Regions from separate parts of the Macaca mulatta genome. Here region 2 is linked to region 1. A link is a contact called in public Hi-C data. All regions are on one chromosome and are shown on one strand. Each heading gives the region's core, a stretch centred on a gene start, on an enhancer-like site or on the middle of the called end of the contact. The rest is flanking DNA. Distances are from core to core; before and after follow the strand shown.

Region 1 (2,723 bases), core at 86-2,585:
CGGGCTATGTGCGTGGGACACAGTGCCTCCTAGAAGGGGATCCCAGGATTTCAGCGGCCAGGTGTGAGCGCCCTGCACGCGGTCCTCCGAGACCCCAGGGCGCGTGGCAGCCGGGCAGAGCCGCCTCTGCAGCGCCGCTGTCCCGGGTGGAGCGGCAGCGCAGGCTGCGGCACTGGGGTTGCCACGCCGAGTTTTCCGCATCGGCCGCCCGCGGGGCTCGCCTGCTTCTCCCTATTGTGTTCGCGGAGCTGTGGGACCGAGCCCCGCGCGCGGCCGCACCCGCGCCAACGCTGGGGCCGCAGGCTCGGGGAAGCGGCGCTGGCAAGAGCGGGCCGGGAGAGGGAGCAGGAAGGGGCCCCAGAAGGGCACGAGCTTCATCCATAATGCAGGGGCTCCTGGACCTCCCTGCAATACGTTTTCCAGCTAAACGCCTCCAACTGGAGCGCCTCCTAGTTCGTCCCACTCGTGTGGTTTTTGTGTGTGAAAGACGGGACGCACCTTTTCCATTCATCTGTCTTCTCTCATTCTTCCTCCTTCCCTCCCTCATTGCCTCCCTCACATAAAGTCCCCGCTGGCTCAGCTTTCAGCGCTCATCTTCACATCAGCACCATGTTTTCAGGCAAAATCCTGCAGGTTGCAATCGCAAGTGTCAAAAGTCCCCACTGCCTACATGTCGCCAAGAGTTTACCAAAATCCACCCAGTAACGCTTATTTTCAAAGCCCCCACGCTCATCCATTCCTGAGAATGCTTTCAGAGTTTGGAAGCTCCCTGCAGCCAGCCGGGGTCTACGCCTCAGTCAGTTCACATCACTCCCAACGGCGCGGTCAGCGACACTGAGATCAGCTGCAAAGTTGCCCGGCCCCAGCCCAGCAGACCGCTGGTGCTCGCCGCATCCCAGGAGGAAATTGCGCGGTGTGCCCCCAAGAAGCCAAAGGCGGCACGAAACCTACTCAGACAAGGGTTAGTCCAGCCACACACAACAAACAAACCCCAAAACTTCTTTGTTAAGCAGTCGCAGCCTACCTGGAACAGACACTCTGCACAACTTGCAAGGAATAAACAAACATCGCATCCCTGCAGGAAAACTTGTTGAATCCCTCCCGATCGCAAGGCTGCAATTTCCGATTTAGCCTGAAGGTTTTTGGATTCTACCCCAAAACACCCTGGCGTATCAGCCACAATTTCTGGATAAACCGCAGAGTCCTCTCGGCAACCGTTCTGCACTCCCACAACCACCAGTGTAAAACCCAGCGTGTCCCCGTTCACAAACCGAAAGCCTGCTGTCACTTCCTTTGCAACCATTTGCGAGACTTACCCTTGGATAAGCCTGTTTTCAGCGATCTAGCGGCGCCGTAGTGCAGACGCAGCCCCTCCAACTTTGCTGTGCACTGAGACCTTTCCGAGTTTAAACCAAGCGAAAGGTGTCTGAGACTTTTCAACCTAAGAGTGGGAAAATGGGGAGAGAGTGAAGTCGGGTTTCTTCTCGGTATCAGCACCCTGGAAAAATTCAATCCTTCTTCGGTAGAGAATTCTTTCAAACCCGTTATCTGTATTACTATTAATGCGCAGAGCAGAAGGCATTGCATACAAATAGGTCCAAGTGTGCGCTTCTATTGGTGGCTGCGGAGGCCCCTGGGTCCTACTGCTCCGGTTCTAAACTACACAGCAACACTAGGCACGCAGCTTTGGAGACGCCGAGGGGAAAATGGATTTAATTGATTCGTTACCTCTGGTATTGTAATGCCTGCTGCGATGTTTAACCGAGGGAGGAGGAAAAAAAAAAACCTTTACATTTAACTCCTGTCATGTGATCTATCATTTCATATCTGCTTTTAATTGTCTGTGTGGAGTGGCTTTGATCATACAAAGGATTTTAAAAGAACATTTTCGAAGGAAAATTCACACAGATACTTTTGGCAAGAAAACCCTCTTTTGCTCTCTATTATGCATTACTCTCATATAAATCCAGGAAATTGTATATAATCAAATACTTCTGCGCTTCACATAGGTACACATAGCACCCAATTGTATTCCTTACAATTCATAGCTACTCCAGATAAAATATCTTACACGGGTAGTAGATAGTAGAAGCCAAAATATGAGTCTACCAATGATAAAACACGGGTTATATTAATCAAATGCTACAGAAAAAAATCATATCAATGACAATGGCATGGGCATCATTTTTACTTTGCAAAATTAGAAATTCAGAAATATTTTCTTTGTAAATATTGGCATAAAAATATAAATCAACATAAAGGTATCTATAATGTCACAGTATGTCAAGCATTTACTATTAATTGCTACATTCTCTTTTTGCAGTTTCTCTCTTAGCAAGTCCATTAGTAATGCAAATTGGCATAACAAGGAGATTTAAAGTGAGGCAGACCTGTGGTGACTAGCAATTTGAAATACTGAAACAGTGTGCAAAATCACTTTAGTTCATCATCAGGAAAGCCAGTTATTTTAAGAATTAGAATATTAAATGCTGAATCTTAATATATATTAATTTGAAGTCTTAAACATGCTGTTTTCTTTTGTCTTTAATTTTGTGGAGGAGAAGAGAACTCTTCATTTAAATTAAAATGACATAGACTTTCCACAAAATCCTAGATATGATATTTACTGATATTACAATTTAGGAAGTAACATAATTTTATTGTTCTTTGATGTAAATAATTATGATAAATTCCAATTTAATTACAAAATTATTACATATATG
Region 2 (2,723 bases), core at 154-2,653, 260 kb before region 1:
CACTCAGAACTTCTTGTGACTATTTTCTCTGATGAAAACCACTGTGATTGAAAACCTTTTGTTCTCTAGACCTTCAGTCACTACTTCTATGATTCCAGCACACTTGCCCCAATGTTGGGGGGCAGCATGGCCATTAGGAAAATGGCCCAGAGGATGTGGGGAACACAGAGAAAGAAAAGCTTTCTAGAGGAGGAGCAGGAATGAGGCAGGTTGAATCTGAGGCTGCATTCACAGAGAAAACTCAACGGTTTGTTTGGAAAGCCAGGGGAAGATGACAAAGCTTAACTTTATTTGTGGCCTCAATTCCGAAAGGCACATTTCACTCAGAGATCCACATGGTGTGTGGGGATGGAAGAGTCAAGTGAGTTTCTCTCATATTTTTACAGCATGGATTACAGTCTCTTCTTTTCAAAATACTTCTTAAAGAATGTAGATAAGGCATAAGCATGTTGAAGCGGTGATAGCACATTGGTGGACGTGATTGAACTGTTGAAAATTTCTTGTGGTCAATATATTTTTTTTCCCTTTTAAAACTTAAAACCTTTGGGCTGGACACAGTCTCTGGTTCTGTGGGGTCCAAATCTCTTTTATAAAAAATCTATGCTGGTCTTTGTCTATATTAGGGTTTGAAGGTGTATAAGTTTTTAATCCCTTTTAGAAAGTACTAGACAAGGAGTCAAGTGTTACAGTGTATTAACACTATAAACACTATTATCACCAAAAAGCCTTTTAACCTATTAGTGTCTATGTGTGCATGTGTGTGTGTTTATGAAACTGTAATGTTTTCCATAAAATTGTAGCTTAGTCTGTACATTCATCAAATTCAAACACAGACACTAAAACGAACACATTTAAAATAAACACTTAAGTACTATGAACTACTCATCGAATTTTTATGGAATCTAAGGAAACATGCTTCTGTTCTTAAAGTACCTTTGCTGTCCATCAAAAGAATTTCAACATTTAGAAAATTTTACAAATATGGAATCACATAGTTTACTGCATTTTGCCATTTTAGAGAAATGTTTCTGTGTAATTCAAATGAATGATTGGACACAATTATACTATTTTTTTTTTCTTGAGTGTTTTTGATTGCAAAAGAGGTTGGCTCTACTAAATGTAAAATCCGCCAAGCCTTGTTTTCTGATTTCCCCTTCCGAACACAGCCCGGAGAGGAGCGGGATCACGGCTCATCCCCCAAGCCTTGCTTTCTGATTTCCCGTTCCGAACACAGCCCGGAGAGGAGCGGGATCACGGCTCATCCCCCAAGCCTTGCTTTCTGATTTCCCGTTCCGAACACAGCCCGGAGAGGAGCGGGATCACGGCTCGTGGCAGCGTGCATGCAGTCAACACAAGAGGCTGAAAAATAGCCCAAGCCAGTCCTCATGCATTATTAAAGCCAGCAAAGCTTCCTGCACCGTTGAACAAGCTAACTGTCCTCCACCAATGAATTCACTCCTCGGGCTCTCTGAATGTTCGCCAGTGCTCTGCATTGCCTGCACGTGACAGATATAATTGCCAAAATGAATGAAGATTTTCCTATTCTTCCTAGTCAGTATTCCAGATAGAAGATAAGAATAGCTTGAATAGCTGAGCTGGCATGTGAAAGGAGCTCTGCTTTTCATATAACACGTATTATAAAGATGCAAATTTCCTCTCAACCAGCAACAATGTTTGTGGCCGCTGCTGAGCAGACCTTCCTTTAACTCTTCACAATTTGTATCCTTAGTGTCTTATTTTTCCATAATATCTAACCCCATTTTGAAACGATCTAACACCATCTCAGGATTCTCCATATATATTATATATGGATTTATAAATATTCATAAATAATATTCTTAATGTTGTACAATTTATATGTTCAAAATACTATATCCAAGTATTTGTCCTATTCGATATCGATTTAACTGAAACCTACGTTCGTGAACGTGAATATAGTCATTGGGTTGAAACAACACTTTGCTTAGGTAATATCCCATAAAAAGAATCATAAAATGTTTGTGCGTCATTCTGGCTAGTTGTTATGTAGTCGTTTTTAAAGGTATTTGGTTGATGTGTTCACATATTCACATCTTTTGCAATTTTGTTTGCATCAGTATATTTTACTTGATGAATAAAATATACTGGGTCATATATACTATGCATATCTAGTCTAAAATAATTACAAAGCTTTAACAAGGACAAGGAAGTTTCTGCCCCACTCTTGACTTTCAGTCTCCAACTTTCGTTCCTCCAGTATTAACAGATCCTTAGCTTTCCTTCTAGAAGTAATCAACGCATATGAAGAAAAAAAATAAGGTTTCCATACCTTAAATTTTTCACTGTAACCACTTTTGAAACCTGGCAATTGATGATTGAGAGGATAATGAGGTTTACTATTAGTATAACTAAAATAATTCAAAAATAATTTTAAATAAAGATAACATAAGTTCTACTTGTGAGAAAGCTCAGTACTCCTTCCATTAGATTAAATACTTTTAAAAATATACGACCATACTCTCACTTCTTCATTCACAGCTCTCAATTTACCTATATTTATATTTAAAAAATGCATATGTTCACATTTTTGAAAAGGAAGCATACATAATTTCCAAAGAGAATAAAAAGTTATGCAGTGGAAGATCTCCTATTCTCCTATTCTCTTCCTCTCTACCCCAATTTTCACACAATCATCCCTGCTACCACACTGATACACATATTGCCACTATCTTTAGTTACTTTTT

What was found. A called contact is a pair of places that touch in the nucleus more often than the background predicts.
Region 2: a contact with region 1 is called in a Hi-C map of fetal cortex germinal zone, with 3 times the contacts expected there. The contact joins two enhancer-like sites. A contact is called at or near these places in 2 of 14 Hi-C or Micro-C datasets (fetal cortex germinal zone and fetal cortical plate).

What each region holds. Positions count from the first base shown.
Region 1 is chr2:199,588,548-199,591,270 of T2T-MMU8v2.0, reverse strand. No RefSeq gene overlaps it. Among named protein-coding and RNA genes, the nearest start is that of ROBO1, 750 kb to the left of the region's middle. Within about 2 kb of position 1,335, at least 13 of the 40 cell types and tissues checked have an H3K27ac peak or open chromatin away from gene starts, as enhancers often do. A contact at or near this core is called in fetal cortex germinal zone and fetal cortical plate, where this site is marked.
Region 2 is chr2:199,846,556-199,849,278 of T2T-MMU8v2.0, reverse strand. No RefSeq gene overlaps it. Among named protein-coding and RNA genes, the nearest start is that of ROBO1, 490 kb to the left of the region's middle. Within about 2 kb of position 1,403, at least 15 of the 40 cell types and tissues checked have an H3K27ac peak or open chromatin away from gene starts, as enhancers often do. A contact at or near this core is called in fetal cortex germinal zone and fetal cortical plate, where this site is marked.